Linked DNA regions of Mus musculus: regions 1, 2, 4, 5, 6 and 7 are each linked to region 3. The links are chromatin contacts, called in public HiChIP or PLAC-seq and promoter capture Hi-C maps. All regions are on one chromosome and are shown on one strand. The core of a region is the stretch at or near the end of the contact, and the rest is flanking DNA. Distances in the headings are between cores, read along the strand shown.

What was found. Promoter capture Hi-C pulls out the DNA fragments that hold promoters and counts their contacts. HiChIP or PLAC-seq counts read pairs in DNA pulled down with a chosen protein or histone mark.
Region 1: a contact with region 3 is called in a promoter capture Hi-C map of liver, with 2.5 times the contacts expected there. The contact joins the promoter of Retreg1 here to the promoter of Basp1 in region 3. A contact is called at or near these places in 3 of 39 promoter capture datasets (the 3T3-L1 cell line and liver), 1 of 484 Hi-C or Micro-C datasets (embryonic stem cells), 2 of 115 datasets of contacts at active chromatin or transcription factors (bone marrow-derived macrophages and stem cell-derived neural progenitor cells) and 1 of 9 other capture datasets (embryonic stem cells).
Region 2: an H3K4me3 HiChIP or PLAC-seq map of neural tube shows a contact between it and region 3, with 6 times the contacts expected there. The contact joins the enhancer-like site here to the promoter of Basp1 in region 3. A contact is called at or near these places in 16 of 39 promoter capture datasets (the 3T3-L1 cell line, 3T3-L1-derived adipocytes, the HPC-7 cell line and 12 more), 7 of 484 Hi-C or Micro-C datasets (the F1.1 cell line, the HPC-7 cell line, cerebellum and 4 more), 17 of 115 datasets of contacts at active chromatin or transcription factors (astrocytes, bone marrow-derived macrophages, craniofacial prominence and 9 more) and 1 of 9 other capture datasets (embryonic stem cells).
Region 4: a contact with region 3 is called in an H3K4me3 HiChIP or PLAC-seq map of forebrain, with 7 times the contacts expected there. The contact joins the enhancer-like site here to the promoter of Basp1 in region 3. A contact is called at or near these places in 16 of 39 promoter capture datasets (the 3T3-L1 cell line, 3T3-L1-derived adipocytes, the HPC-7 cell line and 9 more), 9 of 484 Hi-C or Micro-C datasets (cerebellum, cerebral cortex, embryonic fibroblasts and 6 more), 21 of 115 datasets of contacts at active chromatin or transcription factors (the NIH/3T3 cell line, VIP interneurons, bone marrow-derived dendritic cells and 14 more) and 3 of 9 other capture datasets (adipose tissue, embryonic stem cells and liver).
Region 5: an H3K27ac HiChIP or PLAC-seq map of extraembryonic endoderm stem cells shows a contact between it and region 3, with 3 times the contacts expected there. The contact joins the enhancer-like site here to the promoter of Basp1 in region 3. A contact is called at or near these places in 1 of 484 Hi-C or Micro-C datasets (the BV-2 cell line), 4 of 115 datasets of contacts at active chromatin or transcription factors (the NIH/3T3 cell line, embryonic stem cells, extraembryonic endoderm stem cells and 1 more) and 2 of 9 other capture datasets (adipose tissue and embryonic stem cells).
Region 6: a promoter capture Hi-C map of hippocampal neurons shows a contact between it and region 3, with 5 times the contacts expected there. The contact joins the enhancer-like site here to the promoter of Basp1 in region 3. A contact is called at or near these places in 19 of 39 promoter capture datasets (the 3T3-L1 cell line, 3T3-L1-derived adipocytes, the HPC-7 cell line and 12 more), 10 of 484 Hi-C or Micro-C datasets (cerebellum, cerebral cortex, cortical neurons and 4 more) and 20 of 115 datasets of contacts at active chromatin or transcription factors (a beta-TC-6 cell line, bone marrow-derived macrophages, craniofacial prominence and 12 more).
Region 7: a contact with region 3 is called in an H3K4me3 HiChIP or PLAC-seq map of bone marrow-derived macrophages, with 4 times the contacts expected there. The contact joins the enhancer-like site here to the promoter of Basp1 in region 3. A contact is called at or near these places in 2 of 39 promoter capture datasets (embryonic stem cells and liver), 1 of 484 Hi-C or Micro-C datasets (the BV-2 cell line), 2 of 115 datasets of contacts at active chromatin or transcription factors (bone marrow-derived macrophages and embryonic stem cells) and 2 of 9 other capture datasets (adipose tissue and embryonic stem cells).

Annotation. Positions count from the first base shown.
Region 1 is chr15:25,841,268-25,844,965 of GRCm38.p6, reverse strand. It overlaps Retreg1 (reticulophagy regulator 1), which reads right to left and starts at 1,668. Exons shown (of 9, transcript NM_001034851.2): 1 at 1,354-1,668. The coding sequence starts at 1,622.
Region 2 is chr15:24,905,056-24,908,840 of GRCm38.p6, reverse strand. No RefSeq gene overlaps it. Among named protein-coding and RNA genes, the nearest start is that of Gm22810, 86 kb to the right of the region's middle. Within about 2 kb of position 1,635, at least 5 of the 459 cell types and tissues checked have an H3K27ac peak or open chromatin away from gene starts, as enhancers often do. A contact at or near this core is called in cerebellum and neural tube, where this site is marked.
Region 3 is chr15:25,412,190-25,415,685 of GRCm38.p6, reverse strand. Basp1 (brain abundant, membrane attached signal protein 1) reads left to right here and starts at 1,922. Exons shown (of 2, transcript NM_027395.2): 1 at 1,922-2,134. It overlaps Gm48957 (predicted gene, 48957), which reads right to left and starts at 1,496. Exons shown (of 4, transcript NR_168943.1): 1 at 537-1,496.
Region 4 is chr15:24,988,147-24,991,901 of GRCm38.p6, reverse strand. The region is part of intron 3 of Gm2824 (a long non-coding RNA gene); the gene reads left to right. Among named protein-coding and RNA genes, the nearest start is that of Gm2824, 33 kb to the left of the region's middle. Within about 2 kb of position 1,706, at least 11 of the 459 cell types and tissues checked have an H3K27ac peak or open chromatin away from gene starts, as enhancers often do. A contact at or near this core is called in forebrain and microglia, where this site is marked.
Region 5 is chr15:25,912,759-25,916,534 of GRCm38.p6, reverse strand. All of the region lies in intron 3 of Retreg1 (reticulophagy regulator 1), which reads right to left. Among named protein-coding and RNA genes, the nearest start is that of Mir7212, 34 kb to the left of the region's middle. Within about 2 kb of position 1,359, at least 128 of the 459 cell types and tissues checked have an H3K27ac peak or open chromatin away from gene starts, as enhancers often do. A contact at or near this core is called in the BV-2 cell line, the NIH/3T3 cell line, adipose tissue and 1 more, where this site is marked.
Region 6 is chr15:24,967,255-24,970,846 of GRCm38.p6, reverse strand. No RefSeq gene overlaps it. Among named protein-coding and RNA genes, the nearest start is that of Gm2824, 54 kb to the left of the region's middle. Within about 2 kb of position 1,331, at least 36 of the 459 cell types and tissues checked have an H3K27ac peak or open chromatin away from gene starts, as enhancers often do. A contact at or near this core is called in cerebral cortex, cortical neurons, forebrain and 1 more, where this site is marked.
Region 7 is chr15:25,890,312-25,894,112 of GRCm38.p6, reverse strand. The region is part of intron 2 of Retreg1 (reticulophagy regulator 1); the gene reads right to left. Among named protein-coding and RNA genes, the nearest start is that of Retreg1, 49 kb to the right of the region's middle. Within about 2 kb of position 2,337, at least 76 of the 459 cell types and tissues checked have an H3K27ac peak or open chromatin away from gene starts, as enhancers often do. A contact at or near this core is called in the BV-2 cell line, adipose tissue and bone marrow-derived macrophages, where this site is marked.

The DNA.
Region 1 (3,698 bases), core at 419-2,918, 430 kb before region 3:
TGGGAAAGAGATTTTCAAAGGGAGAAGATTTTCAAAGTGTTTACATTTTTGTACCTTCAAGCTTCAGAACTGTGGTGTTTTTAAGTAAATAAAACTTTAAAACCTAAAACAGGCTGCTTATTAGTAAATCATTGAGACCCAGCCCTAAGACTTGGTGTCCTGCCCAGCCTAGCTCACTATGATATAACCTCTTCATTTAATGGCTACGGTAACTTTACAACAGGATAGAGACCTGGGTTAAACTCCAGAAACAGCAAGACTGAGAGACCCAAAGCTAATTAACATCCACAGACAGCAACAAGACACAGCTCGTTTTCAGAGTAAACCAAGACCAGCGGGGAGCTGAAGAAAATCCTTCACGTTGCTCAAGTTATTAATCTTGAAGAAAAAAATAACAGGCTACGTCTCTTTTTATGCATTTATTTATTTCCCAACTTTGGGGTTAAGAAACCTACGTCCTGTAAATAGGTACTTGTTAGGGAAACTGCTTATTCGGAACTTCGAGGGCCCTGTTTGTTATGAAGGCACTTAGCAAACAAAGGTTTTTTTTCCCCCTTGATGAACTAGTACCAGACGATACGGCTCATGGTTCCGTGATGGAGCCAGACGCTGCCTGATGCTTACCTAGGCAGAACACTTTCTGGTGAGGCAAACCTGTTGATTGGGGGCTACTCAAAGAAAATCCCTCCCCTATTCCCTCTGGAGTTTCTCTGAAATTACTACCCACCCACCCCCCACCTCCACCTCCACCCCACCCCCACAGCTGTGCAGTCTTGGGGCGGGGCGCTGTACCTAATCCACCTGTTTGTTTACCTCCTGCTTTCTCATCTGGGATCTAAGACAGTAAACCCTACCCTCCAGGGGAAAGAAAAACAAATCATTCACTGCCCATCTCTGGTGGCCCACGAAGGCAGCAGCATATAGAATGTACCTAAGGTGGCCCAGATATGCCTCCGCGGGTGCAAAAAATTAATTCAAGCCCTCGGGCCTCTGAACCCCCCATACTTGAAAGTACAGGTCAAGACCTGAGAGTTAACAATACCAGGGCCGAAGTTTTCAAGAGCTCTGGACCATCCCTAGATACAGGAGCTCACGTGGGTCAGCTGACCATCATCACCTCCCCTTGGAGACTGGACACCCGCAGCAAGGGTGACAGCCACTCACAGGGAAGTGCGTCTAGAGGAAAGTTGAAATGGGTGACTACCTGTTTCAGACAGGTGACCAAGCAAGTGGGACCAGGCTTCACTTCCACCGCAGAGGCCCCCGCAACCCCCCCAGCCAGGCCACATCCGGCCATGGGCGCCCCAAGGTGACCTGCCCTCTGGGGCGCCCCCACCCAGCCCGAGCGCTCACCAGAACAGCAGGTTGGCACCCAGGAAGGTGAGCAGGCTGCGCAGCGGCCTCTTCCAGCTCAGGAGCTCGTCTGCGCGCCAGCCCAGCCACAGCACGGGTTCCCCGAGCAGCCAGGTCAGGGCGGCGGCCACCCTCCCGGCGGCCTCCTCCACCTGCGGCCCCGCGCCCTCTGGCCCTGCTTCCTCTCCGGGAACTCCAGGCCGCGGCGGCTGCTCCTCGGTAGCCGGGCATCCTTGTGTGGCGTGCTCCTCGGGCGCCGGGCTCGCCATCTTCAGCGGTGTTTTGCTGGCGGGGACGGGGATGGGGACGGGGACAGGGAGGGAGGCGGGCGGGCGGGTGGGCGGGCACGCGCGCGCGCGCGCCTGGCGGTGAGCGTCGGGAGAGCAGCGGAGACAACGGGGGACCGGTCGGGGCGCAGGGTGCGCACCGCGGGGTGCTGGCGGCTGGGTGCCTTGTGACGTCAGGCCTGGCCGCGCCGGGAAAGAGGGTGCGGTCAAGTTCGTGTAGGGGCGGGGCCGCCCTGGGTCTGGCTGCACATCCTGGGCTCGGATCCGTGGGTGCTAGCTGGGCGGCGTCCCTGGAGAGCCTGGGACCAACGAAAATACTTCCTCTTTCCTTCCAGTTGAGGGGGCCAGGTAGAGGACTCGCCCCCAAGGGAAGTCTGGGCTTTGGATTTTAAAAGGGGGAAGGTGGTGCATTCTCACTTTCTCCAGCCAGAGCAGACAAGTCGTCCATCCTTTAGTATTGAAGAAAATAGCTGGGTGCCCCTGGCCATGTATTTTAGCACTTAGGACTCAGCCCTTGTCCAGGTCCCTTGCAGGAACACCCTGCCTAACTGTGTCAGATAGAAACGCTGACTTGGGAAAGGAAGAAAAGCACACTTGGAGTCAAGGAAGAACCGGTTTGGCCCTCTGATTTCAAGAGTGAGGACCCGCCAGACCACAGGGCACACGCTGGTGAAAGTCGCTTCCAGTTAAGTGAGTTGTTCTTTGCAGAATGTCATTGAGCTGATCAGGAAGCAGAGAAGGCAGAGGGTGGCCTGTGGCCTGCCTCTGCTAGTGTGCCAAGTTTTAGAGGTGTTTCAGTAGATCCGATGTGCCTGTCACAGGGCGGCCTCAGAGGTCGAAGAATACCGGAGCTCCCCATGTGGTTCTCCTGGTTGTGGGAAAAACTAAAGGACTGCTGTGCATGTCCAGTCTCTGTTCGTTTCTCTAGAATGAAATCCCCTCCTGCAATCATGAGAGTCGATGCATCAGGGGTACCTGGTATCCTCTGGGCATACTCTGTATCCAGCCTGCATTCACGGGATGAATTTGGTGCGTTCTCAAAGCAAAGAGAGACCACCGCCCCTGGGTTAAAGTTTGTAATGCTAATCTAGAGGGCCTCTGTGTCTATGAATGTAAACATTTATTTACACATTACAGGCTAGACGTGGACAGTTATCTAAATGAATGTTGTATTTGAAGGAATCACAAGTCTAGGGTTCACACAAAAGTTGGTTGACCACCCACTGTGTGCCTGGTACACTGCTGGGTCCTGTGGATGTGACTTCTACCTGCAAGAGACTCACAGTCCAAAAGGTATCACTTACAATTGATAAACGCTGTGATGGAAATCCTCAGTGCCAAGAGATTTCTCCTTTAAACTGCATCCAAAAATCAGGTTTCAGAAGGGTTTGGGATGTAGCTCTTGACTTGTTAAAGCTCAGAGACTCACGGTGGGCGTGGCCAGAGGGAGCAGGGCTCTCTGTTGGGAGTTCTGCTTGGGAAAAGGTCACATGAGTTGCAGGTATAGATCAGTCATTGTTTTCTTCAAGGACATTGTTACTCTGCAATGACAACTTGCCATCCGGGTGACAGCTCCATGCAGAGAGGTTCTGGAAGCAAGGAAAAGGCAGTATGGGAACAATTCAGTCATCCTTCCCACCCAAAGAACTTTGTCCAATGTGGGACCTTCTTGGCCTTGGTGGAGGAGCTTGGGGTGGATAAAGATGCTTTTTGATGTGATTTGGGCTTTGTTTAGTACTTGACAGGGACATGAGCTGAGGACGCAGGGCGGTGGGATTGTAGAACTGGTGTCCCTGTGGTCCAAACCCAGGACTGATAAACTTTCAGGAACAAGTTTACAAGATTCTTCGAGTTCCTCCTCCCCCTGAATTCTAATTATCTGTTGTCTGGATCTGTGGATGCAGTAAAAGCTGCTGGCAAGGGAGTCACCAAAAAGCTACCCTCTGGCTGCTATGGGTGATTTCCATCTTCATTGTCTCCCTTTAATGATGAATCTTTCCAGAATAGCTCTGATTTCTGAAGGGTTTTCTTCTCCGTCCCCCGCCCCCCACCAAAATA
Region 2 (3,785 bases), core at 386-2,885, 510 kb after region 3:
CACAGTGAATGAAATCACTGGCATGCACAAAGGCTCTCACATTAGATCTTTATTACTCAAACTCTTGTTTAGAAAGAGAAATGGATTAAGGATGGATATCTGGAGGCAACAGTAATGCAGGAGCAGAAAATCTACAACAGTGAAGAAGATTGAAGTGTGAACATGACCTTTGGTGGTTAGAACACCTTCAAGTGGGGGAGGGCTGAAGGCCAGACACTATTCCTGATGCTATGGAGTGCTAAAAAAAATGAGGCCTATCATGACTGCCATCTGAAAGGCCCAACAAGCAAATGAAAGTGTCAGATGCAAGTATTTACACCCAACCACTGGACAGAAGCTGGTGACACCTGCGGTTGAATTAGGGAAAAGCTGGAAGAAGCTGAGGAGGAGGGCGACCCCATAGGAAGATCAGCAGTCTCAACTAACCTGGACCCCCAGGATCTCTTAGAAACAGAGTCACCAACCAGGCAGCATACACCAGCTGATATGAGGCCACCAACACATAGAGCACAGGACTGCAAGGTCTGGACTCAGTCAGAGAATCTGTACCTAACTCTCAAGAGACTTGGGGCCCCAGGGAGGTCTGGTGGGATATGGGGTGGAGACACCCACTTGGAGTCGAGCAGGGGTGGGGTGGAGGTGTAGGATATGGAACACTTGGAGGATGGACAGGGAGGGATATAAAGTCTGGACTAAAGAACAAAAATAAATAAGTAAAAATAATAGTTAAAAAAAATGGAAAGCTTTTGAATAACCCAACAAGAGAGGATTTGAGGAGGAGAACTCTGATTTTATCCTGGAGCAGAATTTGTTGAGAAATGAGAAACCATAGTTGAAAGAGAAAAGTAAGTGAAGAGCTATAGTGAAAGGGAAGACCAGGTCTATTGTAAAAGTGAGTTTGAGCAGAAATGAAGGACAATTCCCATGAGAGAGGGACAGAGTTAAGACCAGGAGTGTGAGCTATGGTCTTGGTCTCAGATATGAGGGAACACAGACGCCTAAAACTGAAGAACACCTCAAGTCTAGTGTGTATAGAGACGGAAGATAGGTGCTGTGGTGATGCTGTCGGTTGCACAGAGACTTTGACATGATAAAGATTAAAGGTCAAGGAATTCATGGGAGTTCATAATGATAAGGGGTTAGAACTGTGGCTCAGGAGAGAATTGGCTCAGGACACAATAGTTGATAAACTGTAGATTAAAGATCGGAACTCGTACTAACGATGATGATTAGGATCATCTCATTTTAATTTACTAAGGACTTGCAATCCAAAATTCAGGGAGGGCATCAGCACAACACTACTTATGCATGATTATGATACAAAGAGACGCCAGAGGTTTCTTGTTCAAAAACATAAAGTTTAGCCTCAGTTGCATGCAGGTGAGGTACATTTAGTGATGATATATGGGTGTAGTTCAGAGGCTAAAGAGATATATTAACAATTCTCTGTCAGTAATCTTGAAACCCAAAGTCTATTCTTAAGTCAGGCATTTTATCTTCTAAGGCCTGGAGAAATATTCAAATAGTCACCACTAACACTTGCTAATTGACTCAGAGAATTAGTCCAGGTGGCTACAACCCACACCATCTGCTTTAGATCCTTTTTTCCAGTCTGCTGTCCTGGATTTCTCTGCCACTGGCATCATGTCTTGGAAGCCTTCCCTCTGCCTGGCTCCAACAGATTGATTACCTATTTGGACAGTCTGCTATGCTTTGGACAATCACTGCAACATGTGCAGCTTCTTAAATTACCCTCCACGGCACCCGTGACCAGCTGTAAGTGGTGTCTCACCTTTCTTTGCAGCTCCCTGGATACTTGCTGTGCCCATTTGGGGTCGGGGGAGGGGTGGCGGCAGCATTGAGAGGATTTACTGCTATGTTCCTAGACTGGACAGATTCTGTGTTCAAATTGCTGTTGAAAACCCTGACACAGTTGGTGCATTCTCTGTATGTTACAATAGCCATCATCATATAAGATAAAGCCTGCATCCTAAAGGGATAACACCATGATGACCATGAACACAATGTGCTCACAAACACAATGACATCATGGCAGGAAAATTTGACTCACTTCAGAATAATCGCTAAGATTTTTTTTTTTAAGTTAGAATAGCAGCATGATATTTGCTGAATTGTTATTATGCCACGTGTAATTTAAAAGCATCACTGGAAAGACAATGATAATTTGGGAATCTACTGGATTTGAGTGAATTTGAAAATATGAAATATTTCGGTGCTTGCCTTTAGAATTTCTTAAGCAGGACAGCCTTAGACTTAGTTCTACCTAATTTTCAGTGAAAAAAAAACCAGTTTCATGATACCTGATTAGAGAGAGAGAGCTGTTGGTGTGTTTGTTGTTGATGTTGTTGTTATTGTTGTTGTTTTCGTTTCTTTTTGTTTTGTTTTGCTTGTTTTGCTTGGTCTATGAGTGATTCATACTGTTGTGGAATGGCTGGGCAGGACACTGCTCTTTGTCCCTCCTTGATACCCTCTAGCATTATCTGCATCATCTTTAACAAAGCCATTGCTGCCCTCAGAACCGGAATAACTTAATTTTTTACTTGCTCTTTTACTGTAGTTTTTGACTTGTTACCTTAAGCTGTTGTGTTACTCTGGGAACTTTTGTGTCCATGTCTGTTGTTCAATTGGTTGACGCAGCCTTCCAAAAGCTGTGACATTCACATGAAGTTGTTAAAGTGGCTCTGGTTTTACAATAATACATAGCACAGGCACAAACTTTACAAAGCCATTCTTTAGATTTTCCTCGATGGGCATCAGGCAGGGAAACATTAGTCATGTGGATTTAAGCCCTCCTCCCTTAGACTAGGTCCTCAACTCAGAGTGGGAAACGATGAATATCCTGTCACAGCAAGTCGGGAGAGCAAATGGTGGAACACACTCAAATATTACAATAGGACAATTGTTTATAGGACAAGCTATTCATCTGTAGTCCTTTCTTTTCCATTGAAATGTGGCCATTGCTTCTTAATAGAGAAACTATCTTTAGTCATGTACCCATTGCTCAAACTATCTATTTCTATACACACACACACACACACACACACACACACACACACACACATTTGTAAGTGCCCATATGTAGGCTCGTGTGGAGGCCAGAGGTCAAATTCATATTTCTCCTATTGCTAGCTACTTTATTTGTTAGCGCTATTTATTATTATTATAATCATTATCAGGTTCACCTTCACCATCACCTTCAACATTATCATTATCATCATTATTATTGAGAAATCCTAGGTACTGGCATTTTAAAGCAGATAAAAATTTACATATATGGACCATCTAGAGACTGCCATATCCAGGGATCCATCCCATAATCAGCCTCCAAAAGCTGACACCATTGCATACACTAGCAAGATTTTGCTAAAAGGACCCTGGTATAGCTGTCTTTTGTGAGACTATGCCGGGGCCTGGCAAACACAGAAGTGGATGCTCACAGTCAGCTATTGGATGGATCACAGGGCTCCCAATGGAGGAGCTAGAGAAAGTACCCAAGGAGCTAAAGGGGTCTGCAACCCTATAGGTGGAACAACATTACGAACTAACCAGTACCCCAGAGCTCTTGACTCTAGCTGCATATGTATCAAAAGATGGCCTACTCGGCCATCACTGGAAAGAGAGGCCCATTGGACACACAAACTTTATATGACTCAGTACAGGGGAACGCCAGGGCCAAAAAGTGGGAGTGGGTGGGTAGGGGAGTAGGGGAGGAACGGGGGACTTTTGGCATAGCATTGTAAATATAAATGAGGAAAATACCTAAT
Region 3 (3,496 bases), core at 673-3,172:
ATTGGTGCTGTTGTCGGAACCATAGCACACCAAATAGCTTTATAGGTGGTATACTGACATAAGAGAAAGAAATCCTCAAATCATAGCTAAATTGTGATTTGATTTCCTGTTCTTGAACTGTTTGATTGTTTAATTAGTTTAAGCAGTGGGAAGATGGGAGGGTGAGAGAAGGTTGAAAGAAATATTAGCCAACCAACCAATTAGTATATCTATTTATCTAGAGAGAAAGAGAGAGGGAGAATAGAGGGGTAGGGATGGGGAGAAGAGGGAGAAAGAAGAGGAAGAGGAAGAGGGAGATAGAGAGGAAGAGGAAGAGAAGAAAAAAACAAGAAGAAGAGGAGACGGAGGAGGAGGAGAAAGAAAGAAGAAAAGGAGGGGGAGGAAGTGGCAGCCACCACAAATATTTTCACCCCCCCCCCCAATCACTTTTTGGTTTAAGATGTGGCACTTCCTTTGCCAATCTTATTAAAGTTCTGTTATTTATTTTTCTATTAAAAAAGTGACCCCCCCCAATCTGCGATTTTGACAGCACTTACCTTTGGCATTCGTCTCCCTAAATGTAGTTGTGTTTCGTTATTCCGGACGTGGAGGGCAAGCTCATCCCAAATCTGTGCTTCACTCATGAGGGGAGATCCAACCAAGAAGGCAACATACATTTCCATTCCCCCCCCCCTCCGCTATTCTTTCAGGACGAAGCAGAACAAGCAAGCCACCCTGATAAAGCCAGAGGGCGCCAAAGTGCCGCGAACGGAACTTCCAGGGCTCAATGGGTTTGCGGGATGGTAAAATTGGCTTTTGTCTGAAGAAAGAGCTGTGGTTCTAGAAGATGTCACCATGTGTTAGTTTCCAAATTTAAATTTTTATTTTGCATTTTATTTTTGCCAACAGGTAAGCATAGCGAGCATATCTCCTAACCGTGGTGGCTATTGTGTGTCGCGGTGCTACCCAAAGTGCTCGTCGACCAGGACACGAGGACTTGGCGCGGATGGCCACAGCCTGGCTGGGCGCGCTTCTGAGTAGCATCTTAAGCAGCCGAGAGCTGGTGACTTCCATGAAAGCACAGGCACAAAAAGTCGAAGCCCCTTTTCCTAGGGTGCATTTCTTCCTTTCTTTCTCTCCGAAGTCGGGAGAACGTACCCTGAGGCGGTGCCGCCCACCCTTCCAACCCAGACCTGAGCTCTGGGCGGTGGCGCCTTGCAAAGCTGGAGCCTCCTGGTCGGGCCCCGAGGGCGAGCATATGCCGGAGGCGTCCCAGATGCTTGCCTTGGGGGACACCCTAAAACCAGCGGATATCTGTCTTGATGGTTTCAAGGGAGGCATCGCATCTTCCCCAGGCTCACTGCCTACGTGATAGCAGAATCTAAGCCCGTCGTCTGGAGCGGGGCTGGATTGGGGTGCAGAGAAAGCTGGTTGCGGCGGGGGCGTAGTTCATCAGCCCCTTAAGTCTGAGCGAGAGCCTGAGCTACTTATTCAATGCTTTCAAATAAAATGTGTGCGAGACAGAGAGAGGAGAGAAATCCACAGACAGTCCCGCCGGGGGTGGGGGTGGGGGTGGGGTGGGGGGGGAATGGAGGGGCGTGTAAGGAGGGAATAGGAGGAGGGGGGCTGACAGAGACTGTTGGGGAGGCGGGTAAGGGATCTGGATGTGGAGAGCAGTGGGTGGGGGTGACTGTGCGGGTGTGGTGACGGGGGGGGGGCGCTGGATCACGGGGCGTCTCGGGGCGCAGTGGCTGCTGGTGGAGAGAAGTTGGGGGACCCCCTCCTGGGTGGCGGGGCGCGAAAGGAGCGGGAGGGGTGCGGGCCGCGGGCTGGGAGAGGAGGGGCGGGCGCGAGGCGGGCGGGGTCGGCGAGCGGAGGAGCTGGGCGGGCGGACGCGCGGGGGGGAGGGCGCTGGGCAGGAAGGGGAGGGGGAGCGATCGAGAAATGCAGAGGCTGCAGCGGCGGCGGCAGTAGCGGCAGCGGCGACGGCGGTGGCGGCAGCGCTCCAACTCGCTCCACGCTCCGGGCTCCGCCGTCGAGCCGGGAGAGAGAGAGCCTTTGCTGAGCGACCAGCCACCCGGCCGGACGACACCAGCCACCCGGGCCCCTTGGAGGCACCGCGCTCACCCAGGGCCGCCACAGGCACCCAAAGCCGGTAAGGAGGCGCGCCGTGGGTCCCTAAGGCCACCGCGGACTCCGGGCCACCGGTTCCCCAGGGCCCCGCCCCACCCCGAAGCCTAGGGTTCTCCAACGGTGCAGCCGGGGTGCGGCCGGGTGTAGACACAGTGGGCATGGGATTCCTCTATGTGGGTTCTGTCGCATTTGGAAATCCAAGGTGATGCTCTCCCCCAGGTGGACAGCTTCGGCCTTTCGTAGGGTGGGGGACTTGGAGGGGGTGGCGGCGAGGCGGACGAACCGAGTTCGGGAGGGAGGGGGTGGAGGGTGGGGAGCCGCTGGTGACAGCACCGAGACCACTGGCCACGGTTCTGTGGGCTGAACCCAGCCTTCTGTCAGCGGAACCCGCACAGCCACGGAGAAGGCGCTCGGTGTGAGGGGCGCAGTAACAGAAGATGGAGGATGGGGGTGGGGTGGGGTGGGGAGGGAGAAAGAAGACGCGGAATCTGGTCAGATCGGAAGGGGCGGGGGTGGCTTGGCCCTCGGGACTCCTGGATCTTGGTTTAGGGTAACCGAGGAACACGAGGTTCGGAAGGCGGTGTGCACGTCCGGGGCAGATTAAAGCCCCCAGCCTGGTCTGCGGCTGAGCTGTCTTCCCACTAACCTGTGGACGTCGCCAGCATTTTATTTTATTTTTTGAGCCTTGCGCTCAGAGAGCGGGCCGCGCGCCTCCACCGCCGCCCCAGCCTGGGGGAAGGAGGGGTGGCGTGTGGGCTTGAACCTGACAGCCCGCGGCCCGAGCGGGCTCAACCCTTCTGCAAGCCAAGATTTCTGTAGATTTTTTCCCCCGTAGCTCAAACGCTACAACCCAACGTCTGGTTCCCGCTTCCCCACACCATTAAAAGAAAAAAAAAAAAAAAAACCAGAATCCCTGGATCGGATGGCACACAATGCGTGGCTGGGGACCGCATTCTTTTCATGAATATTCATCGAACGCTTGGCCCTGTTCCTAATCTGCTTCCCCCCGAGACGTTTCCGCCTTGGAGCGAACTCGGTGGACGGCCTCTGCCCCAGTGATTTTCACGCTGTTCAAAGGAGCACAGCGCACATGGGTGCGATTTCAGGATTTTGCACGGGAGCTGACACACCTCTGTCTTGGCCGAGACCACTGGCCACTTACGTGGCGGGCTAGAATAAAACACGAGTATCAAGGGGACTGCTGCTGGGGTGTGGATTAACCCCTACCCCTGGGAATATACCAAGGGCTCACAGACCTCCGGTACTGCAGGCAAAATGAATGAATCGGGACTGTAATTACCTATTCCTTTGTCTTGGCCTCGCGCATGCGCCGGAGAGCAGGGTGTGGAGGGCCAGGCAGCCCCATCTGATCTCCCCATCATCC
Region 4 (3,755 bases), core at 457-2,956, 420 kb after region 3:
TACCTAGAGGCCCTGAAGGATTAGCCAATAGACTTCCCTTCCCAGGCATTCCTTCTTGTAAAAGGTATTTAGTCTCTGCTGCACATTGAAGGGTTGGTATGTACCGATTTTTAACAATGAACAATCAATAAACAGTTTGAAACCAAGAACGGTCAGTTCCATTAAGAACCACCATGGGGAGCGTGGAGAAGACCTGTGCCTACAGAGCTGCAGCTTAAGTCTCTTGCAGAAGGCCCTCCTATGTTTCCAGACAAGGGCTGCTAAGCTAAGGACTTTCGAAAATGAGCTAAGTTGGAGTTCCCCCATTTCCCTGGCCCTGGGTTAATAATCATTACACGGTGACTCTGCGGGGGGCCCCCAACTCTGTTCTCAACTCCCCACGACTCAGTGGCTCCTGGATGTGTAGGTTTGGGAGCTCCTTTCCCCCAGGGTCCTCATCACAAGCCCAGGGACCCCTGAACCTCCGTTCCCAACTCCTCTCTGTTTTCCAGCAGCAACTGGATGCCTGGGAATCAGGGAACCCCATTTTTGGCCTCCCGAATCTTAGGCTGTGTTTTCCCACCCCATGAGCTGCACACTTAACAATAGCAGCACAGGCTAGGCAGAATGTGAGCCCACATGTAGCTTTAACTATGTTAGAATTCTTTAACGATGCTGAAGACATCAGTCGTGTTTTGTTGGGGATGCTGGCTATGGGAACTTGTACCTTCAAGAGACTTACTAGGAGAGATATTCTCAGAACCCCTACTGATTTGTTCTTTAGCATCAGAGGGATACAGATGCGAGGATATTGTTTTTCTATAGCTTTATATTCAATGAGTAAACACAGGGGTAATAATAGAAGCCACATCTTCCTACACGTTTATCAAACCATCTGCACATGTTTGAGACCTTTAAATTTGTTACCTTTCCTGTTATTAGGACAACATATATATTTTCCACATATTGGGACAAATTAAGCTAGAAACAAGTTATTTATATCACTATCTAAGGGGATATTTCCTAATTATAGGATATGTATGGTGGTTAGGGTCAAACTCATGGTAGCTGGAGCTTGTAGGACTGAATGTTATATGTTGGTTTGTTGTGAAGCAGAGAGCTTGTGGCTATACCCTCTATACCCCACCTCTTTGGTCTTAGGTCTGCTAGCTAGAATATACAAAAACATATCAACTTTCATAGACAGTGTTGCCAGAGGGGGGGGGGTCAATGTTCATACACTCCTAAGCCTGTAGGAGTATATTTCGTATTTAAACTACAGCAGCAGGTCCAGGTCTGTCCAAGATGTTTTAAAGACTTACAGCTGATCCTGTCTTCTCCCCACAGATGTTGGAGTTGCATACGGTTTTCCTACCTACTTCTTAGGTCTCCCCATCACTCTTCTAAATATCACAGGTGTCCTCTTCCTGCCCCTAGCAACTCTCTTGTATAACCTATTCCATTTTGACTTCTGTATCTTAGGGGCTTAAAGTGATGCAGCAAGTGTTTACTTTCTCAGGTTAACTACTCTCTACACAGCAGTGCTGCTTTGCAGATAGATCTTGGCCATGTTCCAGTTTCTCGGTGAACCTATTTAGCAAGGGAGCCATGGAGAACTGACTTGTTTTTTTAATTTTTTTCTTTTTTACGAGAGTCTGGATATTGTACAGCTTCACTTACTTTCAATTCCTGTATTCAGATCACTCTGTTTCCTTAATCTATTTCAGGATGACAGCCACATTTTGAGAAGCCTTCTCACTCTGCTGATTCACACTGAGCCTGTAGGAAGCCAAACAAAGAGTGCGAATTCAAATACAATTCAAGAACACTTCAGCATTATTTCTCAAGACATTTCCAATGTAAAACCATTGAGACTTTCCTTGTGGACTACTTGTACTACAGTTCCTCCTCTTTTGTTCTATACAAGCAATTAAAAACATAGACATAACTATTCACATACATCTGAGGTTTATTTTCCTTGAAAGATTCATTTAATCACCCATAGCAGCCATTCGTTGTACTTCTTAACACACTGAAATTTCATAAGAATGACACAATATTTATATCAGCTCTATTGATAAAAATGAATAGTTATAGCTGAGGGACATTTACAAAGAATCAATGTTTAGGTTAATCAACCATTACGTTTAAATAGTTCATTAAATCAGTTATAGATCCTCAAAGTTATGTTGGCTGTCATAGTATGTTTCTCCATCCTCTGTATAGCAGTTTTCAAATGTATTGTAAAATAGAAAGAATACGCATTTCCCTCTTCTACAGAGTGACAGTCACAGGATATAAAATGTGTTTGCCTCTTGTGGATGTAATGAAGGTAACAGAGATGGAGTGCTTTGTGAATATGTCAAACTATTGCATATTATCTTGATGCTGTTGGCCAGTGTAAATATTTCAGTCCACTGTTGATAAGACATTGAATTATTTTTTTTTCCTATTACACTATTCTTTGTTACATTGTCTCCTATTGTCCTGTTTGGGTTTTTATAAGATCTCTTATTCTTGAAAGATTTTGGAATGCAATTCTTAACCACTTGGACAAGAGATCATCCAATGTTATCCATTTCCTCACAGGATATGAAAACCCATTCAGGGATCCTTCATGAGTCTAATCAGGAAAAAGCGCCAGGAAAAGTTTACTATATCAGTTACAATCTTTTCCAGGAACAATTACATTCTGCTTGGCAAGCTCATTGACAATTGTCAATCATTGACGGCAGACATTGTTGGTTGATTTCTCTATTGTGTCAGTCCTATTTCAATGAGATGATCCTCCGAGGACTCAATCTGAGTACTCCTACCTTTTGCACCTCTCTGCAGTATTCATTCCTATGCATTTGCATGTTTTTTTATTTGAATGAAGGTATAGATATGTGTTCAGGTGTGCATGCATGTATATAGGCTAGAGGTTTTATCAAGCATTCTGTAATTGATCTGCATGTTATTGCTTGAGCCAGGGCTTCTAACTGAACATGGAGACCCTGATCAGCTAGTCTATCTAACCAGTTTCCCCTTCATGTTGGTCTACACCTACAGAGCTCGGGGGTGACCAGGGAGCAGAGCTGTGAGGGTTGCTAGCTCTCTTACTTTTGCACTGGTTCTGGGGTCTGCACTCCAATGCAGCAAGGGGGTTTAGCTGCAGAGTCCTCCCTAAGCTACTTAATAGCAACACTGTCACTGCTGGGTTCTATTAAAATGGTGTTCCACCAGAAAAGCAAATGCAAAATAAAACATTATTTCAGCTGAATACTGCTATAAACTGTTTAATCAAAACAATTCTCCAAATATCAGAAGGAAGTTGATTTGACTGAAATAGTTTTATTCTATAACTACCATGGGAGAGGAAATATTTGGAAAAGCTTTTATATTTTATTAATTTTTAAAAATTATAAGTATCTATCCATCTCTCTCTACTTTTAAACTTAACAACCAATTGATAACCACTCAGAAAGGAAAAATTATTTTTCTCTAATAGAGTCTCACTTGGTATACAAGCCATTCTTAAGGCCAGGTCTCATACCCAGTAGTAGATGGCTAACAAAAGAAGCTCTTATTTTAAGAATGTGTATGGGCAGATGGCCATGTTCACTATGTAAATCCTACTAGTCAATGAGCAAAGGAGATCTTTCAGTCTTCCAATATCTTCCTCAAATTTGTTCTTCAGAGACTTGAAGTTATTGTCATATGGATCTTCCACTTCCTTGATTAGAGTTATTACACCAAGGTGTTTTTGTTATTTGTGACTATTGTGAAAGGCACTG
Region 5 (3,776 bases), core at 110-2,609, 500 kb before region 3:
AAGGAGAGGGAGACAGAGAGAGAGAGAGCACTCTCACTTAAAAAAAATGCATGTGGGCCTTGGGTACCATGTGTCAGTGAGTCATCTCCACCTCTCCACATGATGTGACTGCTGTGTTTTTGACAGTGCTCAGGGCAAACACCAGGGAGAGGAAACACATTTAGAGCAGGAACTCTCTGCCTTTGGCTATAGTCACAGAACCACTGCGTTTTAGCAGGGGTAGGAACTGAGATCAGCACAGCCCTGTCCCTCCATTTTACCACAGCCACAGGAGAGAAAGAAATGATGGATCTCACAGGACCCCAAATCCGAAGAGATTTCCAGAGCCATGGTGCAACCCTGAGTGGTGGAGAACGCTAGGAAACTTAATCCTGCCACACATACCCAACTCCACTAAAGTGGAAAGCAGATGGCGCCTGGCTCCCACTGTGAGGACCCAGATGCCAACCTCACAGACAGATGAAGAGATGGGACTTGGACCACAGGAGTCTGTGATGTGAGGGATCTGGGCAGCTGCAGGATTAGTGCTTGATTCTGCTCCTGTGGTGTCTGGGGCTTGGCATAAAGGCAGCTTCGGATCAGTGGCTCTTCTCAAATCAAATGACAGTAACGACAGAGACCAAGAGCAGAGATCAGAGGAGCCCAATGTGCACGGCACAACAGTGCTGTTAAACGTTACATCTCTGTGAGCTGCATCCTGGCTGAAGCTCTGCGAGGCTGCTGCTCCCACTGTCCTCATTTTAAAGGCAGTACTGCAAAATCCAGAGGATCTCCAGGGCCTTAACTAATACAGCCCTTCCTCCTGGCATAGCACAGACCTGCTGAGCCTCTGAGCCCCGACAGGGATCACAGACCCAGTCTGTGGACGGAGAGGAAAGACAAGCACGTTGCTTGTTAAAGTAACACTGAGGAGCTCCGGAAAGAACCTGATGTGGTCTCACTCTACTTTCTAAGATTTTTCAGAGGTGACTCGAGTCACCTTTTCAGATATAAGGTCACACACCCTTAAAAGGAGCCCCACCTGCAAAAGCCTTAGCAACCCTGTTTACCCACAAAGAACAGGGTTTCATTTTTTAAATGGCCTATCGACATCCACAGTTAGAGCCCAGAGAAAGGAACAAGGCTTGGCTTTGTGGACCATTAAAATGAGACTAGAGGAAATAAGTTATTTTATCTCTGGACTCACGTGCTATACCGCAAGCCAACTGGGAGAGTCCCTGGAATTTGGTGACTAATCAGATGCTGGCCTGGGAAACACACCCCTGAATGTCATCAGACTTCAAGCATTTGCCCCAGGAATCCAGAAATAAGCTGTCATCAAAGGGACGTGTGCCCTCTGGAAACAACATCCAGGGCACATTTCGTAATCTGCAGCTGGGACTCAGAGAGCCAGGAGACAAGGAAAGGTCAAGACCGGGCCTGGCCCTTACTGCCTGCTCGTCTTGTCTGGAGCCCCTGTGTTCCTTCTGGAGCAGGAGCTCACGAGCGGTTGGCAGGTGTAACCATCGAGTCCCGCACTTGCCTCAAATGTGTTTGGAGTATCTGTCAGACCTTCACAATCATTTTATTCAGCAGCTAGTTAATGTCAGGTAATTACAGGTCCTCGGCTCTCTACTTATCAAATATGACTGAAGTGAGTGGCATGTTTTTAAAATAACCTTTATTTTTAAAAGCAGCGTAGCCTTGCATAAGGAAAGTGGGGATGGCATTTGGGATGAACAGAGATGTGCTCATCTTGAAGACAGCACATGGCCAAACACTTTTCCATGTAAAGTTTGTGTGTTTATATTCCTCTGTTTTCTGGGTTAAGAAAAGAATGTGTCTGACATTATATATACATACACACACACACACACATATACATATATACACACATATATATAATCAGTTCTTCTAAAAAATGTTTATTTATGTCTGTAATAGGTGTGGGGGGGCACCACATATACAGACATCAGAGATTAACTTTGAGGAGTCTCCTCTCCTTCTACCCTGAGGATTCCAGGGTTCAAATTCAGGTCCTCACACTTGGTGGCCCTTATATTTGGTGGCATGTGTCCTTTCCTGCTGAGCCACTTTGCTGGCAAAATCAGTTCTTCAGAATCCTTGTTCTAAGCTTGTTATTTTGTGTTTTGTTTACAATGCAAAGGATCAAACCCAGAAGCAAGCAAGGGCCAGATTTCTGGGCCAGCACTCCCACGCTTTTGCAACTGTTTCAATTTGGCTCTAGGGACTCCAAAGGGAATTTCTCAAATCAAGCACCTACCAACTACAAAATACCAACATAACAAGCCTGTCTGTGGGGTTTTCTTTCTGATGATGACCTTGGAGCAGTTGCTGTAAACTCGTGCGGCTTCTCAAGTACCAACCGAGCTCATGAGTTTGGCCTTGTCAACACATGCGTTGGTGATGCTTGGAAAGGTACAGACAGAGGCGGACCATACCTGCAGTGGCAGAGCTGCAGAGGCTTTCTGCCATCTCGGAAGGAAACCGTGCACAAACACTACTGTCACCCAGGAGTGATGTCACAGATCCCATCCTAGCACAAATTCGGGGAAGAAAGTCCCTGAAAGGCTGAACTTCTCACGCCCTTTGATTCTGTCCCTTCCCAAACTTCATTCACAGCCCAGTGAATCATTTACTAGGATAACCTAGTCTGGTAAAGCTACAGACCCGTTAATGAGAAACTGGAGCTAGCACTGGATCTAACTGGTGGTTGTAAGCAGAAGAGAACGGAGTTATAAGAAAGACAGCATCCAGTCCATGCTAATGTGGCTCTGAGCGTTCTCAGCTCAGCTGCCGTGGAAAGAGGGGCAGGAAATCTCACACCCCCTCACACCAACTGCAGGCTACCCAATGTTGAGAGCGTAGTGAGACACAAGACAGAAGTTAGAGCACACTGGGAAGACGTGCCTAATAGCTCTGTAGCCTGTCCCATGGGTCTGTGTGGACCAAAGATACTGGAGAGTCAAGTAGCTGTTGGGGGGTGTACTGGCTAGTTTTGTGTCAACTTGACACAGCTGGAGTTATCACAGAAAAAGGAGTTTCAGTTGAGGAAATGCCTCCATGAGATCCAGCTGTAAGGCATTTTCTCAATTAGTGATCAAGCGGGAGGGCCCCTTGTGGGTGGTGCCATCTCTGAGCTGGTAGTCTTGGTTCTATAAGAGAGCAAGCTGAGCAAGCCAGGGGAAGCAAGCCAGTAAAGACATCCCTCCATGGCTTCTGCATCAGCTACTAATTTCTGACCTGCTTGAGTTCCAGTCCTGCATCCTGTGGTGATCAACAGCAGTATGGAAATGTAAGCCGAATAAACCCTTTCCTCCCCAACTGCTTCTTGGTCATGATGTTTGTGCAGGGATAGAAACCCTGACTAAGACGGGGGTTAGTCAGAGGAACTGACAAGGCCAAAGCACAGAGCTGGGCAACTGTGCAGTACATAATGTTGATTATGTGCCCACTATACCGGGAGCCCCAGGGTGAGTACCGTCTGAACTGTCTAAAGCTGCCACAACGAAGAAAGCATAACTCACAATCACACCAATGTCACCTTCTGAGCTTTTGTGTCCCCACTGCTCCAAACTATGATCGTCTGCAAGCCCTTCCTAAAATAAGCCGCCTCAATCTCACACTTGACTCCTCCCTTAGAACCACAGATTAGATGGATGAATAATGATTGATTGATTGATAGATGGAAACTTATAAATAGATAATACAGAGATAAATATACACATATATTCACGAATAAAACTAAAACTTAATCTTTATGCTTTTGTTAAGTT
Region 6 (3,592 bases), core at 82-2,581, 440 kb after region 3:
TGATAGCCATGCTAGGCTCTTGTCTATAAGCACACCATAGCATCAGTAATAGCGTCAGGCCTTGGAGCCTTAGGGAAGGGTATTTGTTGTTTGGGTTCCATAAAGAGTGATGCAACTTACACCTACCATGAAGACAGTCTTTAGTTAACTGTGTTACAAATCATTTTAATAGTATCTTTTCTATTATTTTTAACTACAAAATATTTTGTGACTAGAGCAATACTTAAGAAAGAATAATGTATTAATATCAAAAAATTTGAACTTAAAATTGAGTTCAGTTGGCAAATTACTTCTTTGCTTTCTTTCCATCAATTAATTTCATAAGGAATTATAAACTCCTGAATGCCACCAATGCACTTTCTCTCTTTTAATATAAGTTCTAAGACTAGAGCCACCGATGAAGAGTAATTTATTAGGTGATTTTGTTGTTAGAATTATTTTTCAATCTCCAAAGTTGGAATTATCTGACAATATGTAAATGAATTCTATATTCCTTGCATCACACATTTCTAAATTGTAAGATTGTGAACCTAGAATCTGATTCCATGAAAATGAATACAGATGTGTTTTATTACTGTAAAGGTCTGTTTTATGTTTGTGTTTGTCAGACAAAATTGTGTTCTAATCTTTACATTTAGGCAGTACTATTATTTAACTATATATTGCAGGTGTGGAAAAATGAAGTTTAAAAAAAAAACCTTAAGCAAATTGCCAGATACATAATGAGACTAAAGTAGAAGCTAAACAATCACCTTTTCAATGGTTAGCATAGAATTGCCTGTCTAAATTTAAAAGAGAACCAAAATATAGTCAACAAATAATTTAACCACCGAGTCTATGCCACACACCCAGGTAGCCAGGAGAGAAGTAAGGGAGTAAATAAGGCATGATTCTGAAAGGCTTGTAATTATCTGGTTGAAGTAAGATGCAATGAGGCTTTGCAATTATCTACATCACTGTGTGCAGTGACAGACAATAATCGTTATAAACAACAAAAACAATAGTAAGAAGGCACACAGTAAGCCCAGGCGTATGTTGTCAGGATAGCATCTTTATGATGTTGTAGAACAGGATTTGGCTCAGTGTGGTAACTAATAAAACCTTTCTAGAACATCCCAGAGGATTTGATCTCCCTAGAAAGCGCAGCCTGTCTTGTGTCACAGTGTTTGCTGTGAGGATCCTGATGGCTGCTTGGCTCCGGTTCTTGACTAAGGCATTTGGCAGGGATCCCACTTGTCTTTGCATTTATTTGACCCCTGGATGCCCTGCCTTCCCCAGTGACCTAGGTCATTACCAGGAACAGAACCTGCTGCTCTCATGCTGCTTTCCAGTACTGACTGAGCAAATTCCTCATCTAAATTCTGCAGAGCTTGGCAGTAAGCTCCAGCAGGGACATATGTAGGCAGAGCAAATGGAGGCTTATGTAACTGCCCAAACAACTCATGCCAGGTTCAACTCAGGCAGAAACACTCATTTTGATATAAACAAGGTATACGCGTCCCTTGGTTTAAGATCATACATTTTAATTTGGACTCAATATGCAATATAACAAAGCATGCTACTTTTAATAATTGTACAGAGATTCTGTACAATATAAATTATAAAACACTGAATAATCCATGAGTTGATTGTATAAAAGTTAAATGAAAATATAGGAAATCTGATTTGGGATATTTCTGGATCTAGCACCGTTGGCAGACATGAGGTAGATTTTAAAACTGCGAATCAGTCTGCTGTGTGTGGAAGTTTTAGGATCACAGTTTCAGAACCCCGGAGGATCCAATTAACTCTTTTCTCCAGGCGCTTGGTTAAAATTAGATATTGTCTTTCTTCTTTTTCCTCATCCTTCCTACTTTCTGTCCATTCCTCTGCCCTTGGTTCTAGTTGAATATATCCACAGTGCACAGCAGTTAAAAGAATCTCCATTCCCCTGATAAACTAATTGGAGTTAATGTCTTCAGACAGGGTTGACCTATCTGTGATCTGAATAAAAAAATGCCCCCATAACTTGGTCATTTGAATAAATGGTTCTCAGTGGGAGGTGATGTGTGGAGAGACTTGTGTTGTACAGCCTTGGTGAAGGAAGGACTTCATTGGCTTTGAGACCGCATAGCCTGTCTTCACTTCAAGTTTGCTTTATCTGCTTTGTGGTTACATTTGAAGATGTGAGCTCTCCGATGCTCCTCGTGTCAAGCCTGCCACTTACTGTTATGCTTCCTCACCATGATGAACTTGTCCTTCTGCAACCATAGGCCAAAAATAAACTCCTTCCATAAGCTGCTTTTGGTTATGGAGTTTTTATCAGAAGCACAAAATATTAACTAGGACAGCCTAACTCACTGTGGGGCCCAGGCTGTCCTTGAACTCATGATCCTGTTGCCTCAGCCTCTTAGTAGTGGGATTACAGGCATGTACCAGCATATCAGTTTTTACTGCCTTGTCCTTGACGATGAATAGAGATGCTTTATAGAGATGTCTCTGTCTTTAAATGAAGACTGTTACCTTATTACAAAGAGCTAAAAAATATTTGGAAACAAAGCAGAGCTCAGGAAGACTTTAAGCTTTATGAAAATTCAATTGTTGTTTATAAGTGTCCCTTTCCAAATGTGCATTGCTACCGATGTGGAATATATATATATATGTATATATATATATATATATATGTATATATATGCATATATATATATATATATATATACATACATACACACACACATAGTCAGCACACACACACACACACACACACACACACATACATATATATATATATATATACTGGTATATACATTCACACATTTATGTATATTATATATAATAGAGGTATTATATTAAAGCGTTAGTCTAAGAGTTGATGTTGTATTTGCCATCATTTCTGTGGTAAAAGCTTTTACTCATCTTCCATTGGACGATCTTAGAATTCTTTACATAGTGTGAGAACAGAATGAATCAAATGTATGCTCCAAAACATTGACTGTTTTGTTTGTTTGTTTGTTTGTTTGTTTGTTTTACGAGACAGGGTTTCTCTGTGTAGCCCTGGCTGTCCTGGAACTCACTCTGTAGATCAGGCTGGCCTCGAACTCAGAAATCCTCCTGCCTCTGCCTCCCGAGTGCTGGGATTAAAGGCGTGCACCCCACGCCCGGCTTAACATTGACTTTTAGTTGTGTATTTTTCCCAATTTTATTTAAAGTGTATTTCAAAAGCCAAAGCTTTTAATTTCGATGTATCCTAATTACAGTGTATATAAAATGGCTGTCCTCCTGTCTCCAAAATATTTTTCTCAGGTTACAAAGTACCTCTGCTCTCTTCTTTTCTGGTTGTTCTGTAGTCTGAAGTGTGAGAATTAGGTTTGCAAGCTAAGCTGTTTCAATCACCACAGAAAATAATTCGTCATATTCTCCAAATTCAACAAGATCGCTCATATGATAGAATAATATAATTTATAGCTCTATTTACTGCTCAAAATCTCTAAAGGAAACTATAGATAAACAATTTAGGATATTGGAATAGACAAGAATTTTTTGTATAGAACTTCAGTAGCACAGCAATTAGCTCCAAGAATTTACAAATGAGATTATACAAAATCAAAGCTTT
Region 7 (3,801 bases), core at 1,088-3,587, 480 kb before region 3:
TTGTATCTCTGCTTCCCTTTCTTGTGAAGGATGTGTCAGGGAGGATGATGGGGGCAGAAAGGAAGAAGAGAAGGAGGAGGAGGAGGAGGAGGAGGAGAAGGAGGAGGAAGAAGAGGGAGAAGAGGAGGAGGAGAAGGAGGAAGAGGAAGGGGAGGAAGAAGGGGAGGAGGAAGAAGGGAAGAAGGGGGAGGAGGAGGAAGGGGAGGAGGGGGCAGCGAGGGCTTTTCTTGCCTCTCAGTGAATACAGGGTTCCTGTATCCTAAAATGAAAAACTTCAGTTAAGTTCTTAGGGATGTGCACTTAAAATGAGGGAATTCATAGTGCAAAAAAAATCATTGGGGAAAGGATACAATTAAGGTCATGACCAGCAAAGTTCGTATCTGTAGCCAAGAATGTGGGAAGTGAGCAGCTCAGAGAGGGAAAGAGGCATCAGGTCCCAGAAAGCTCTGCTGCCCAGGACTTTACTGGCTGCTGTTGTGAGCAGAAGCAGGGTCTCTGAGTGATTCATGGGAGCTGCCATGACCCCACAGCTGCTTCTAGATATAGCTTGCAACGAAGCCTATGTCTCCCTAAGAGGAGCCGAGTGCAGCCAGCACTGTGCTGGGCTGGAAGCCCTGCTGCCATCTCCAGCCAGCCATTCACAAGGCTCAATTGGGCCTTTGTCCTAAAAGACTCAGTGAAGAGGGACAAAGAAGGCCCTAGGGTTTCCCCAGCCAGTCCTTGGAGAGAGCAGAAGAAGGGAGCCCATCTTTTCCTTTTTTTCCTTTTGTCAAACATAGAAATGCTATGCTCACTCAGTGAGAACCCCAGGAGGAAGATGAGCCTGCTGTAGAGGCCTGGTCAGGGATGAAGGCAGAGTCCACATCCTCATTAGAAAATGGTGCTTACAAGTAACCTTGCCTCAAAAAGACACTTGTCATAGCCTGACTGATGAGAAGGCAGAGTCCAGGATGTCCTGACTGTGCCAGCTAAACAGGGGAGACAGCCACAGTGAAGACTGTCACTCACGGTAACCTTTCACCTGAACCAGATTCAAATCTGTGGCATAAGAATGGGTTCTCAGGGGAAGGAAGAACCATCCAGAGACTGCCCCACCCGGGGATCCATCCTGTAAACAGCCACCAAACCCAGACACTATTGCATATGCCAGCAAGATTTTGCTGACAGGACCCTGATATCGCTGTCTCTGGTGAGGCTATGCCACTGCCTAGCAAATACAGAAGTGGATGCTCACAGTCATCTATTGGGTGGAACACAGGGCCCCCAATGGAGGAGCTAGAGAAAGTACCCAAGGAGCTAAAGGGGGCTGCAACCATATAGGAGGAACAACAATATGAACTAACCAGTACCCCCAGAGCTTGTGTCTCTAGCTGCATATGTAGCAGAAGATGGCCTAGTCGGCCACCACTGGGAAGAGGCCCCTTGGTCTTGCGAAGATTATATGCCACAGTACAGGGGAAATGCCAGGGTCAAGAAGCAGGAGTGGGTGAGTTGGGGAGCAGGGCAGGGGGAAGGGTATAGGGGACTTTCAGGATAGCATTTGAAATGTAAATGAAGAAAATATCTTTAAAAAAATGGGTTCTCAGGCTGGAGAGGTGGCTCAGTGGTTAAGAGCACTGACTGCTCTTCCAGAGGTCCTGACTTCAATTCTCAGCAACCACTTGGTGGCTCACAACCATCTGGAATGAGATCTGATGTGTCTAAAGACAGCTACAATGTATTCATGTGCATAAAATAAATCTTTAAAAAAAAAGGAGTGGTTCATTTCTGTTACAGGATAAAGTGGTGTTGTCACCAAAGCAGGCTTTGTATTTGTGAATGTTGCTTCATAGAGAAAAGGGGACTTTACAAGTACCATTATATTAAGAAGAGAGCCGATCACCCTCTGTCACCCAGGTGGGCACCCATTATAATCACAAGTATTCCTGGCAGAGAGCTGGGAGGCAGGTCTGAGCAAGCACAGAGATCAGAGAGCAGAGGACTGTGATGATGTTGTCGCTTTAACCCAGGGGCAACAGCACCAACTAAAGTCAGGAAGAGACAGGGGTGGGTCCTTCACTAGAGCCTCCACGTTAAGTATAGACCCACTGGTGTGTTGTTTGAACTGATGGCTTCCAGAGCTGTGGAGAACTTTGAGCCGCCAAGTGTGTGGTTAATTCGTTACATCAGCCACAGGGAACCATCGATCCTGCCGCTTCTGCACAACTAGGCACAGACATTAACTTTCTCCATGTTAGCCTGCCTTTCTTTCCTTTTGCATCGTTAAGGCCCGGGACCTGAGGCCGGTGCACATTGGTGAGCATTGCACTACAGAGCCAGATCCTCTTTCTATTTTCAGACAGGATCTCGATCAGCAGCCCCTTGTGGTTTTGCACTTCCTCCGGAGCCCAGGCAGGCCTCAAACTTCTGATCCCCGCGCCTTGGCCTCCAAGTCACTGAGATTACAGGCCTGCTTAGGCAATCTGATTTAAGAAGCAGAGACTCTAGGCTGGTAGACTTCAGCTTTCCCCTCCTCAATGTTTTGAAGGAGACAGCTTTTCCGTGAGGAGGGTTTTCAAGGACATTCATCTCCACGGTGTGACTACCAAATGGCTGGTTTAAATAAAAACTGAAGGCCTTGGTGGGCCCTGACAGCCAAAGCTGAAGGACTTCCGCACAGTCCCGTTTTCAGTCTGGCCCCCGCACTCAGAAGCCAAGTCCTTCAGTCCCTCCTTTCCTGGTTCCTCGGATTTTTGTAACTCATTGAAATCACACCTAAGGTCCGGCCAGGGTGAACACCCAGTGAGTGCAAAGTACTCAGGTGCTCAACCTCCAGGGTGGTCAGCGTGCTTCAAAGAAGGCTTCAGAGCACATCCACAAATGGCAACCTGCTTGCATTCTCCTGAGGGAATAACTTGTTGCAAAATATATCCAAGACAACAGCCCTCCGCATCCTGCTATGCGTCAATACAAGAACGCAGGGCTTGCCAAGATCTAGCCCATTTCCCTCCTCAGATCCTGAGGTGTGAGGTATTGGCCTCAGGAGGCCGAGGTACACTGGGATACAACAGCAAACGCTGCTGGAAGTGAGGGAACTGGGCATCTATTCTCAGAAAGGGGGAAGGGTGAGAAGAAGAAAAAGGCTCAAGGGGAAGAAGGCAATGTGTATATGAGGACAGAATTTTCTTTTGTTTTTTTGTTCTGTTTTGTTCTGTTTGGTTTTGTTTTTCGAGACAGGGTTTCTCTGTATAGCCCTGGCTGTCCTGGAGCTCACTTTGTAGACCAGGCTGGCCTCGAATTGAAATCCATGGATCCCTGAAATGCCTCAACTAGACAAAAATGAATTTGCTTAGCTTCCCAGAAAGGCTAGCCGTGAAGGAGTTACCTCCACACCTGACTACACTGACGTGAAACAATCTTTCTAAAGACTGCGTCTATAGTGGTTGGGTTAAGACTGGACACTGAAACATGACCCGCTTGAAAGGTAACCCACGGAACACCGCGATGGCGAAACTCCAGGGCTCAAGTTCTTGTTTGAGAGATGTTGCCACTTTCATGGTACATCCCCATGATGGTGAATCTGGGCAGTCCTGAGACACAGCAGTCCATACAGACACTAATTAAAGCCTCCTCCTTATGATTTTGACCAAATAGATCTTATTACATGTAGACTCTTATGTCCAGGAGGGATTTTTGCCCATTTACAGAAGTTGGTTCAAGTATTAGTAGAGGAGGCATGGAGATTCACAGAAAGGTTGCACTCAGGAAAATAGTATATACTCCTAGGAAGTCAAGCACTCTTTAAAAATGAGTCCAGCTCCC